Regions from separate parts of the Sus scrofa genome. Here regions 2 and 3 are each linked to region 1. A link is a contact called in public Hi-C and HiChIP or PLAC-seq data. All regions are on one chromosome and are shown on one strand. Each heading gives the region's core, a stretch centred on a gene start, on an enhancer-like site or on the middle of the called end of the contact. The rest is flanking DNA. Distances are from core to core; before and after follow the strand shown.

Evidence for each region. A called contact is a pair of places that touch in the nucleus more often than the background predicts. HiChIP or PLAC-seq counts read pairs in DNA pulled down with a chosen protein or histone mark.
Region 2: an H3K27ac HiChIP or PLAC-seq map of skeletal muscle shows a contact between it and region 1, with 5 times the contacts expected there. The contact joins the promoter of ZNF423 here to the enhancer-like site in region 1. A contact is called at or near these places in 7 of 47 Hi-C or Micro-C datasets (brain, epiblast stem cells, mesenteric adipose tissue and 4 more) and 1 of 2 datasets of contacts at active chromatin or transcription factors (skeletal muscle).
Region 3: a contact with region 1 is called in a Hi-C map of skeletal muscle, with 2.2 times the contacts expected there. The contact joins two enhancer-like sites. A contact is called at or near these places in 1 of 47 Hi-C or Micro-C datasets (skeletal muscle) and 1 of 2 datasets of contacts at active chromatin or transcription factors (skeletal muscle).

What each region holds. Positions count from the first base shown.
Region 1 is chr6:35,084,331-35,087,876 of Sscrofa11.1, reverse strand. All of the region lies in intron 3 of ZNF423 (zinc finger protein 423), which reads right to left. LOC110260968 (a long non-coding RNA gene) reads left to right here. Exons shown (of 2, transcript XR_002344614.1): 1 at 1-903; 2 at 1,667-2,102. Among named protein-coding and RNA genes, the nearest start is that of ZNF423, 160 kb to the right of the region's middle. Within about 2 kb of position 1,941, at least 9 of the 83 cell types and tissues checked have an H3K27ac peak or open chromatin away from gene starts, as enhancers often do. A contact at or near this core is called in omental adipose tissue, retroperitoneal adipose tissue and skeletal muscle, where this site is marked.
Region 2 is chr6:34,927,662-34,931,207 of Sscrofa11.1, reverse strand. ZNF423 (zinc finger protein 423) reads right to left here and starts at 1,922. Exons shown (of 8, transcript XM_021094227.1): 1 at 1,818-1,922.
Region 3 is chr6:34,950,962-34,954,507 of Sscrofa11.1, reverse strand. All of the region lies in intron 1 of ZNF423 (zinc finger protein 423), which reads right to left. Among named protein-coding and RNA genes, the nearest start is that of ZNF423, 23 kb to the right of the region's middle. Within about 2 kb of position 1,772, at least 36 of the 83 cell types and tissues checked have an H3K27ac peak or open chromatin away from gene starts, as enhancers often do. A contact at or near this core is called in skeletal muscle, where this site is marked.

The DNA.
Region 1 (3,546 bases), core at 692-3,191:
CTCCCCCCCAGGGTGGAAGGTTAACGTGGCTGCCCGCCACGCAGGCCTGGGCCTCCGGGAGGCCTCCTTCCAGGGACAAAGGACCAGCCCCCTTCCTCCTCTCCAGGCCCCCAAACAGCTGCCGGCCTGCAGAGCCCATTCAGGAGGGGAGCTGAAGGGCCTGGAGGCGTGCAGTCCCAGGCTTTGATGGCTCAGGAGTCACCAGGGGGCCTCCTTTCCAAACCTCCTTCCTCCCACCCTGCTCGGCAAACAAAGCTCAAGGGAGCTGCCCCGGCCGATGCAGGAATGCTGGCAGTCCTGGGGGAGGAGGGCAGCTGGGCCTAAGGTCAGCCCCTCCCCAAATCAGGATAGGGTGGACCTGATGGATCAGAAGCCTCTCGGTCCTGCCCGCCTGGGCCCTTGGGCCCTTCTGTCACCTGACCTTTGCGATAAAGTCCATATCACCTAGCCAGACATGGGATGGGAGCAGGGTAGCTCCCTGAAAGAGGAAAGGCCAGGACACGTGGCAGTAGAGGTGACCAAAGTCCCTCTAGCCTCCAGCATCCCCTGCCAAAGGCAGGGTTCCTTTCCTTACTACTAACTACCTACCCCATAGGATCCTGGTGCCTGTGCCGAGCACCGGGTAGAACCACGCGCTTCCCTTAGATTCCCCTTACTTGGAGGCCTATGCCTTGCACCCCCGGACTGACACGCCACACGCCGTTTTTCTGCACACTGCTTTTCATTTCAAAAGGCCCCAGGGAAGATTTTTGGAGTGTTTTATTTGCTTCAGATCCTACAGCCGACCCGGGGCCTCCCTGGGGGCACGGCGGGACTCGCTCTGGAACCAGAAGCCGGGCCGCCGTCGTGCAGAGGAGTGGGTGCTGTGCGGCGTCATGCATTCACGCGCGTCCCTGCAAGCAGGTGTGTCCTGGCGTGTGCACAACAAAAGGCCAGCTGAACGCCTCACCTACGGAGCAGGCGGGCAGCGTGAGCCGGCGGCCACAGCCTGGTTGGTCCATTGTTGAGAAGGGCTGCCTTTCAAGGAACAAAAAAGGTTGCGGGGCGGCGAGGGGCGGGGGTGGGGGGGGGGCAGCATACGCAGCGCACGCAGGAGAGGCTGGCGGGCGCATCTGTACGCAGCCTGAACTGCTGTCCCATTATCGGCGTGCGGTCTCACCCCCCCCCCCCCCCGCAGCATCGTCCGGGAAGTGCGTGTGTGCAAGTGTGTGTATGTAGGGGGGGTATGTGTCTGTGTGTGTGTGCAGGGCCCGGCCCAACACATTGTCCTGCCCAGCCAGGAGACCAGGAGCCCAGCACTCTTACAAAGACATGGATTTTCCTCCTTCCCTTCCGGAGCAAGATCAGATGAGCTCCTGGAGTGACGCATCCTTAACTTTTCAGTGGGGTTTTCTTTCTCGGACTTGTTTGTTTGTAATATATATTTGAAAACCCGGGCTCTAATTGTGTCGGTTCTCCTCCGCGTCGCCCCGGCTCCCACCCCCCCAAAGCAAGGAGGGCATGTGCTGATTATCTGAGCGAACAGGCTGTTCGCGGGGGCATCCTGGGCTCTGGGAATGCCAGGGGGTTCGAAATTGGGGACGGGGGGGCGGGAATTAATTGCCAAGAAAACACAAGGCTGTGCTGTGACTTTGATTCCATCAATTACCATTATCTTTCTCCGCAGGTCCGCCAACCATCCCCCGGAACCGGCCCTGTGTTTAACTTTCTTTGCCAGTCCTGATACCCCGTCAGATTTCTGGCGGTGCCACGCCGCCCGCCTGGGCTCCTTCTGGGCCCTTATCAGCCTCTCCCAGTCAGCCTGGCCCGGCACAGCTGTTCCAGGCCCTCAGCCCCTCACTTTATCTGCTCGCACAGACCTCAACCTGGCAAGCGGCGGGCCCGGCGCCTGCTCCACATTCCCCAGGAAGCCGGCTGGGAACACAGCCGCCCTGCTCCCAGAATCCTCTGGGAGTTCATTACCAGCCCGGGTACCCCAGCCCCGCAGCCAAGGTGCGGACCGCGCCGCCCAGCCTCGCCGCCGGCATCATTAAAACTCCAACCTTCTGAAGAGAAGAAAGAACAAAACCACAAATTTAGATTAATAAAGCATTTGTTGATTCTACAGCAATTTAGCAGGCCCCTAAGAAACCCACCAGAGACCCGCAGAGCTCCAGTAATTTTCTGTTATATTATCTTTCTTGTAAAATACTTCCCCAGACAGAGTTCCCAAAGGGGCTCAAATATCACTGTGACTAACCAAAATCAATGTGCACTCACCTATTGACATTTTTACATAGTTTTTGGATTTAGTATCCAGCCGAAAACACAATCAACTCCTCTGCCAAGGAACCGACAGGCACTTAGCTAGTCAGCTATTAGTGTTACAAAGGAAAAAATGCAGGCACCCAGGGGAGCAGGGCGAGGAGGCAGTGACGTCAGGGGGTAATTGGGTGTCTGAGAGAAATTGCCAGCGGCTGGCCGGCTCCCCCGGGGCTGCACAAAGCTGAGCTGTAACTCTAATAAAGGAGAGGAAATTCTAGAAAAGGGGGCTTTGCTACAAAGGAGCCCGGGCAGACAAAAATAGCCCCTTGGAAATAAATAAATAAGGGTGGTCAAAGCATATAGATCTAAAAAATAAAATAAATCACTGCACAGAGGAGGTTTTTCTGGCCTCCGTTCCCTGGACATCTGTCTGGAGCTCAAGGATGGACGCCGCCTTGGCCCCCACCCCCGCCCCCAACCTTCCTCTCTGGAACCACATGGATTTTCATGCCAGAAGGAGGTTTGCCATCTCTTTGGGTGAATAGCGTGGGTTTTCTAAAGAACCTAAGTTAACAATCCCCTGTTTCCCGAAGGCGGTGTCTTCCAATGATCACTTTGAGACTCACAAGGAGGTGTTTCTATTGTTCCGGTTTGGGTTGTTTTAGATCTTTGGTTTGGGGGCTATTGGGTTGGGGGAGATGCTGTTACACCGCCACCTTCATTCAGTGAAAATTTTACAGATTCTTGCCACACGGCCCAGGCCTCCCCTGGGGGGGGGGGGGAGTCTGTTTTCTTGGGCCGTGGGTTAAATTTTCTTCCTGTGCCGCTCTCCCACCCCCTGCTCTGGCTCTCAACCCTGAGGTCAGAGGCTGTGGCAGCATCTGAGCCAACTTCACTGGCTCCCCCAAAATGAGGCCAAAGTCACTTGGAGGAGGACAGAAAAATGGCAGCTCCCACCCTGCAGCCCAAGAACCAGGCCCCAGGCGAGGATCCAGCCTCCCTTGGGAGTCTGCAGCCCTCGGAAGGCCCCCAGGAGGGGGGAAGGGGCGGGAGAGGATGGTCTGAGGCCCAGAGGCTGATGGGAAATTCAGGCCTTCCTGGGCAGGCGGGAGAGGGTGGCGGCTTGGGGGAAAAGGTGGCAAGAATGGGATTCCCAGGGTCAGATGCTATTGCATGGATTTGAAAGAAAAAGGAAAAATAGGCCCAGGATTTAAAAAAAAAAAAAAATAATAGAAAAAGAAAAGGAAAAAAAAGCAGAATGCACTCCAACCCAAAGCTACTTGAAAATTGGTCTGAACAAAG
Region 2 (3,546 bases), core at 673-3,172, 160 kb after region 1:
CACATGAATTATCCCTGAACTTGGCTTTTCCCTCTCGGATTTTGCCCATTGGTTGGTGTCTGAAGACCAATTCTGCCCCACATCTACAAACTCTTCCACCACTGAGCTAAATGTGATCGCCCCCAACAGCTGAATCTAGAGCGTTCGCGCATGTGGTTGCACGCTTCTTAGCTAAGACTACCGTAGCCCCCAAATATTGCGGAAGCACCACGTCCCCTTACCACTGAAAGGAAGAAACCAGCTACCACTTGACAAATTTTGCCCCAGCCACCAGGGGGCGCCTCTGGAAAGATTTGAGGCTTGGGTTTCCGAGCCCGCTGGGGAAGGGGCTCAGACTTCGGAGAATTCTTCCCCAAGCGGCTCCCCAAACCGTTCCTTTGAAGCCTACCCATCCCCCACCAGCTGTAAGAGGCCAAGTCCAGGTTGGGTGGAAGGACCCGACATCGTCAGCCCCCGCCACCCGCCCTTCCCCGGGCGAGTGGCGCCACCTTGGGCCGGCTAGCCCCAGAGCGGGGAGAGCGGAGCGGGTGCTCTGTGCGGCGCTGGGGGTTATCAATCTCGCGGATCGATAAGTTGCCACTTGGAGAGAGGAGGGCTGCGTCCCCTCGGAGACGAGTTACCCGGGGCAACCTTTCACGGAAAAACCCGCTGCCCGCCGAGAGCCGCGCCGGGGCCGGCCGGGCAGCGGCGCCCGCCCCAAGCAGGGCGCCTGCGCCCCGCGGTTCCCCAGCCGGCCTGCCAGTCGCGCCCGCGCCCCACTCTGCTGGCTTCGCGGTCCCACTCGGCTTGCTCGCCTCTCTGGGCCTCCGGGTTCCGACCCAGTGCTGGACCGATAACAGAGATAGATGCCACCCTCGCAGATGGGGTGCAGGGATCGGCCTTAAGGCAGGTTCAGGGAAGAAGACCAAGCTTGCGCGCTCAAGGCCGTCTCCGAGGTAGAGTCGGGCGACCAGAGAAACGCGACGCCGCCGAGGCATACACTCTGACACCGGGAGGCAGAGAGCGAGTATCCCTAGAGAGACCGGGACGGAGACGTCCCCTAACTGGTACTCAGGCTCAGAGGTCCACCTTTTCCCCTCGTTAGGGCTGCCGCCCCCAGGATCACCGCCCTCCCCAGCTCTTGCGTCGAGAGTGTCCGACATCTCGGCCTTCCCGGAGGGAAATAGGAGCCGCCTCCCGCAGCTCAGGGATGGCCGGGGTTATGATGAGAGGGGGTGCCAAGGGCCTAAGCGAGGGCAGAGGCCACAAGACGCCTGGGAAGGAGCCAGGAAGGAGGGGCCGAATCGGCAGCTCCCCACCCCCGCCGGCGCCTGGGATCGCGGCCCGCGGAGAGAGGCTGACAGGCGGCAGATGGCACACGCTGGGGGAGGGGGGCGATTGGCCTCGGCTCCGGGGTGCCCCCGCCGCGGGCTGCCTCTCCTAGGGGGAGGGGGTGGAGAACAGCCCGCGGCTTGCCCTCCCAGGCTCTCTGGGGGGCTGGAGACTGCGGATCGTGCCCAGCCGGGAGCCTGGAGAAAGAAGGGATGGACAAAAGGAGCGCGGCGGGGAAGGGGTTGCTGGAGGAAAGGAGGGGTCACCGAGCGGGGAGGGCTGGTTGGAGACCCGCGGCGCTGCCCTTTTTCCACCCTCAGGAACTGCGGAAGGCCCAGAGGCCAGAGGTGGGGGTAACAGGCTGAGGGGCAGGCGACAGGCCATCCACAAGGGAACGAATCCACAAGGCTAGGTGTCCTAAACAAGCGCACAGTTTTTTAGACCCACTCCTGCGCGTCGCCGTTGCACACTTTCGCGTCCCGACGCTCACCCCTCCCCCAAAAGACCTGGCTGCAGCCTCCCAGCTCGATGGTTTTCGGGGTGCGGAAGGAGTTCCACTTCGTCCCTGCGTCCCTGCTTCGGCCCGGCCTGCTCGCTTAGAAGCTTGTTTCGTTTTTAACTCCTTTCAGAAATATGCTGTTTTAAGGAAAATTCCAGAGCAGCAAAAATCCGGGATCTCCTTACTGAAAGGGTCTCAAGAGGCACCGGGTGAGGGCAGGGCTAGCTGCCTGCTGCAAGGGCTTTGCTTCTCACCAGCCTGGCCACTTGAGGCCAGAAAAAAAGTCATTTTCAGATACCGTTTGGTACCCCACCTGCTCCCTTCCTGCGGGGTACCCAGGAGTCTGGGCCCCTCCCGCCATGAGAAAAGTCCCCTTGTCGCCTCTTCTTCCTAGTGAAGGGCTGCTCCGGCCCTACCCAGAGGCTGGCTAGGGAACCCCTTTGTAAACTGTAAGGAACCCCCATTGGGAAATGCAAGAGAAATTACAAGGTAATGTTTGTGAAAACAAATAAGACCTTGTCCACATAAACGGGGCATCTTCCTTCTGAGTCACAACTTCACTGGAGGACAGGCGCCTCTCACTCAAGGTACTGCCTTTCCACACCCAAGGATGTAAGGATGTAAATCCCCAGACACACACCCAATTAGGTGTCCCTCTGAGTTTCAAAAAGAAGCAGGTGTCATCCAGAGCAGCCTGGTAAATGCCGGAGGAGCAGTGGGTGACAAAAAACAAGGTAGACAAATAAAGTAAAATAAGATAGGGCTCCTGTTGTGACTTCGGAACTAGTATCCTGGAGTTCCCACTGTGACTCAGTGGGTTAAGAACCTGACTAGTATCCATGAGGATGCAGGTTCAGTCCCTGGTCTGCCCCACTGGGTTAAGGATCCTGCGTTGCCTCAAGTTGTGGCATTGGTCAGATCGGTGTTGCCATGGCCAGCAGCTATGGCTGGGATTCTACCCCCTAGCCTGGGAACCTCCATATGCTTCAGGTGCGGCCCTAAAAAAGACCAAAAAAAAAAAAAATTACATAAACTAGTATCCCTGAAAAGTCTCCAAAGTTGTTCAAGAGGTGCTTTGCAATAAGTGACCAAATGACTCCTTTCTTGCCCTACACACACATATACACACACACACACACCTGTGTGTTTTAAATGACACTTGAGGAGTTCCCGTCGTGGTGCAGCGGTAAACGAATCCGACTAGGAACCATGAGGTTGCGGGTTCAATCCCTGGCCTCGCTCAGTGGATTAAGGATCCGGCATTGCCATGAGCTGTGGTGTAGGTTGCAGACGTGGCTCGGATCCCATGTTGCTGTGGCTCTGGTCTAGGCTGGCAGCTACAGCTCCAATTTGACCCCTAGCCTGGGAACCTCCATATGCCCTGGGAGTGGCCCTAGAAAAGGCAAAAAAAAAGACTAAATAAATAAATAGATGACACTTGAATATATACAATCTGGAATTTGTGATCTTTGTTTAGACATTTTCATAACTTGAGAATCACACTCTCCACTGGGAAAACTTGCATCAGCCTATAAGAAAGAAATCATTTTGGGGAGGGAAGATGAACCCTCAGTTTTCCCCCAGGAAATAAGTTCATTCCTTTGTTAGTTGTTTAGTCAACATTCATGTATTCACTGAGTGCCTACTGCGTGCCCAAACTGAGGGTAAGACAACAAACAAGCAGGACCACAGTGCCTCCTTGCTGGGGCTTGTTCTCTAGTGTGGAGGCTGACTTT
Region 3 (3,546 bases), core at 523-3,022, 130 kb after region 1:
GCTGGAAGACCAACAAAAAGGAGTAGATACTCAGGTCAGCTCACCTCGGCCAGATCCCCCTTTTAGGCCCTTGAAGGAGCTCGTGGAATGGGGACCACAAGCTCCACCCATCAAGCAATACCAGCCCAGGAAACACCTCCCCAGGGAGAAACCAGTCACACTTGGCTCTTCCTGGACCTTGAGTTTCCTGCCTGAACAGGATGGATGGATCTCCAGGCAGGAAGAAAGACCCGCGCATGCGCCCGGCTCCAGACCCCAGTATTTATATAGTTTCATAAACTGCGAGTGATTATTTTGCTTCATAAGAACAATCACTATGCAAATGAAACCTCCAGCTAATACAAACACGGCTGTTAAATTCACTTGCCAATGTTTATGAAAAGAAAACTCGCGCAGCCCTGACCAAGCCTGCTAAGAAAATGTTTAATCACAAGATACGTTTAAGTGAGGAAATTAGGCAAATAAGAAAAGATGTCCTGATTTTGCTTCCAGGACCCCCACCCCCACCCCCGCTCCACCACCACCCACCCCCTCCTCTGTTCAGTAAGACAATGATGGTGAAATAACAAGGTTCCCAGAGGACGGACAGATGTCAAGACTCAAAGAAGAAAAGACAGAAAATGCAGAGACTAGAGAAGCACGGTTCCCCAAATTTGGGCAGTACCCTCGGGGTCTGCCGCCCAGTTCTGCACATTTGTGTTTTGCCGAGATTATGAGACGCGGGAGAGGGGAAGGGCTCGCAGGGGGTTCCGCAGGCCTGAGCTGGTGGTCATGCAGGGAGCGTGCAGAAATTCCCGCTGGCTCATGGCTCCTGCGGTTGGCAGCGCTGGAAGCCAGGACACATCCTGTGCACAGAGTGATCACACGTGGGGCCAGGGCCCTGGACCACAGAACCAGGCCTCAGGATGGAGTGAGTTCCCAGCTGGCGGGCATCCTGGGGCCTTGGCTTCCCACAGCCTGTGGCGGGGCAGGGGGCAGGGGTGGGGACCCATGCAACACCAGAGCAGGGCAGAGGGACAGGGGCCTCAGGCAGGACCCCTGAAGGAGGATCTCGAGTCCTCAGACAGCCAGGCAGTAGTCCAGGAAGAGTGAACGGCCCTGGTATAGGGATGGCTTCTAGAACGTTAGGGCAATGGAAATTCATCTTACAGGATTTGCTTGAGTTCAAACCCCAGTGGTTCCACCACGGACTCCCTGTGTGACCTCGAGCAAATTACTTTCCCTTTCTGCATCACATCTAAAGCCTTATCTTTTAATAGGCCTGAGGCTTACATCATTTCGACAACACAGTGAGATCACATGTAACATGCTTAGCTGAGTTCTTGGAACATAGTAAATGCTCACTAAAGGTTAGCTATCTGGTCCAAATCCTTCATCCCATCGATGAGGCCCAGAGAGGGTGGGCGGATTTCCCCACATCACACAGATCAACAGCCCACACGGAACTTGACCCCAGCTCCAGTCTCTCCAGCAGAGATTTAGAAGAAGGGGTGGAGGCGAGGGCCTGGCCCGGCCCCACGGGCCCCTCTGGGAAGTGTGCTCGGCCAGGAGGCAGCGGTAGGAGGGACTTCTGGAGCAGCAGCTCCCTGGGGCTGGGGGAAACCGGAGCCTGGGCCTGGCAGGGCCTCCCAGGGGCCCAGGCAGGGGCAGCTGTCCAGAACTGTCTGTCCATGGAGGGGGCAGGGAGGCTGCCACTCGGAGCACGCCGTGTGCCAGTCCCTGGGGCCGGGCCGGCTCAGCCTGCTGGCTCCATCCAGAGCCCGCCCCAAGGGATGCCGGGGGAGGCAGCCAGGATCAGAGCCGCCGGCTGCGCGCTCCCCTCCCCCAGCAACAGGGGACTAAAGTGGGTCAAGGAGGAAGGAGGGGGCCCAAGAGGACTGGGGGAGGGGCCCTAGGAGCTCAGAAGGCACCCAGAGGGAGGGGACAGAGGGAAGATGCCTGGAAAAGCAAAACCATGTGTGCAGTGGGCCTTGGGGGGCCAGGGCAGAGCTGCCAAGGACTTGGGGCTTCTCAAAATCGCCTCAGAATTAACTCCAACGGGCTTTCCTCCTGGCTTCTGCCCCCAGAGGGTTGGTGCTTCCCTTTCTTCCGCCACCCCCTGGCCTTGGGGGCTCTGCTTTCCCCCTCGCCTCTCCTAGAGCCCTGCCCCCCACTCGCCATCAGCTCTGGCCTCCTGGCTCAGACCTGGAGGGGGGCCCAGCCCAGCAGTCCAGCCAGGAGGTGCAGCCTAGGGAGAAGCAATCCAGCTGACCCCATCCTGGGCCCAGGCTCAGGGGGGACAGTGGTGGTGCCAGGTCAAGCCAGGCCCCAGTCACCAGGGAGAATGCTAAGAGTGGGGCCCACAGCCCCAATCCTACCCCCCCGCCACTACCCACCCAGCCCAGGGGCATCCTTGGGAAGCCTGGTGCAAAATGAAAGGGAGGAGGAGGCAGGAAATGCCAAACAGGGCTGGTCCCAGCAAGGAGGGGAAGCCAGGCCCCCAGGCCCCTCAGAGGTAGGGGCTGGGGTTGGGGGGGGGGCAGAGCTCGACCCAGAGAGACACAGGCTCCAGTCGGCCTCCACCCTTGGCTGGCCCTGGCCCAATCATGGGCTTCTCTCCCAGCTCCTCCACCCTGCATGGCCCAAAAAAAAAAAAAAAAGGAAACCACCACCCAGGCAACTCGATATGGTCCAGAAACCTCCAGGGTCCCTGGGTTCCAGGAAGCCTGCACAGGAGGGGGTGGAGGGCAGAGAATACAGAGGGTCAGTGCCCAGGGAGAGGGATTTCAGGAGCGGGGGCAGGGGGTGGGGAGGGACCCTGCAGCTCCCGGGCCTCTTGGTCACTTTGGGCGTAGGTCAAAGGGCTGCCTGGAAACCCAGCCCTGGAGGGACATGCGCCCTGGGTTCAAACCCAAGCTCAGGGGAAAGTGTTGGCCCATGCAGGCTCATAGGCCATGTCCTGGGCCCAAGGGGCCGTTTGTGGAAACAGAGAGAGGCCCAGAGGACTGGGCCCTTTAAATCTTTGAGTTCCCTCCGCAAGGCCACCCACCCCCAACCACTGCATCCAAGATTCCTGGGCCGAGCCAGCAGGACTCTTGGGGCCTGAGGGTGGGGAGTGAGGGTAGAAGGAAGGACTCCCCACGCTAAATGTGGCACGTCAGCACCTCCCACCTAGCAGAAAGAGGGCTGGCCTGCCCCCCCCCGCGGGGTGCAGGGGGGGTGCAGTTCCTAAGAAAGCAGGAAGCAGGTACAGCCCTGTCCACCAGCCACCCCAAATGTCCCAAGGGCCTGGCTACATCCTCCCACCCAACCTGTCCAAGCTGCTTCTCCCACAGCTGAACTTTAGAAGTAGGCCCAGGCAGGCCAGAGAGGGGGAGGGGAGTGGGGCGTGTGGACTTGGCCACCGGCTGGGTCCTCAGGGGGAACGCGGTGTTACAGCCTCAGAGTTCATAACTGTTTATGGGTCTGTCGCCCAGCCTGGCTCCTGGGGGAGGGGAAGCCACTCATCCACCAGGGATACAGAAGGTGGCTCTGGGAGTGACGCGGGCAGGCACACGGTGTCAGCTG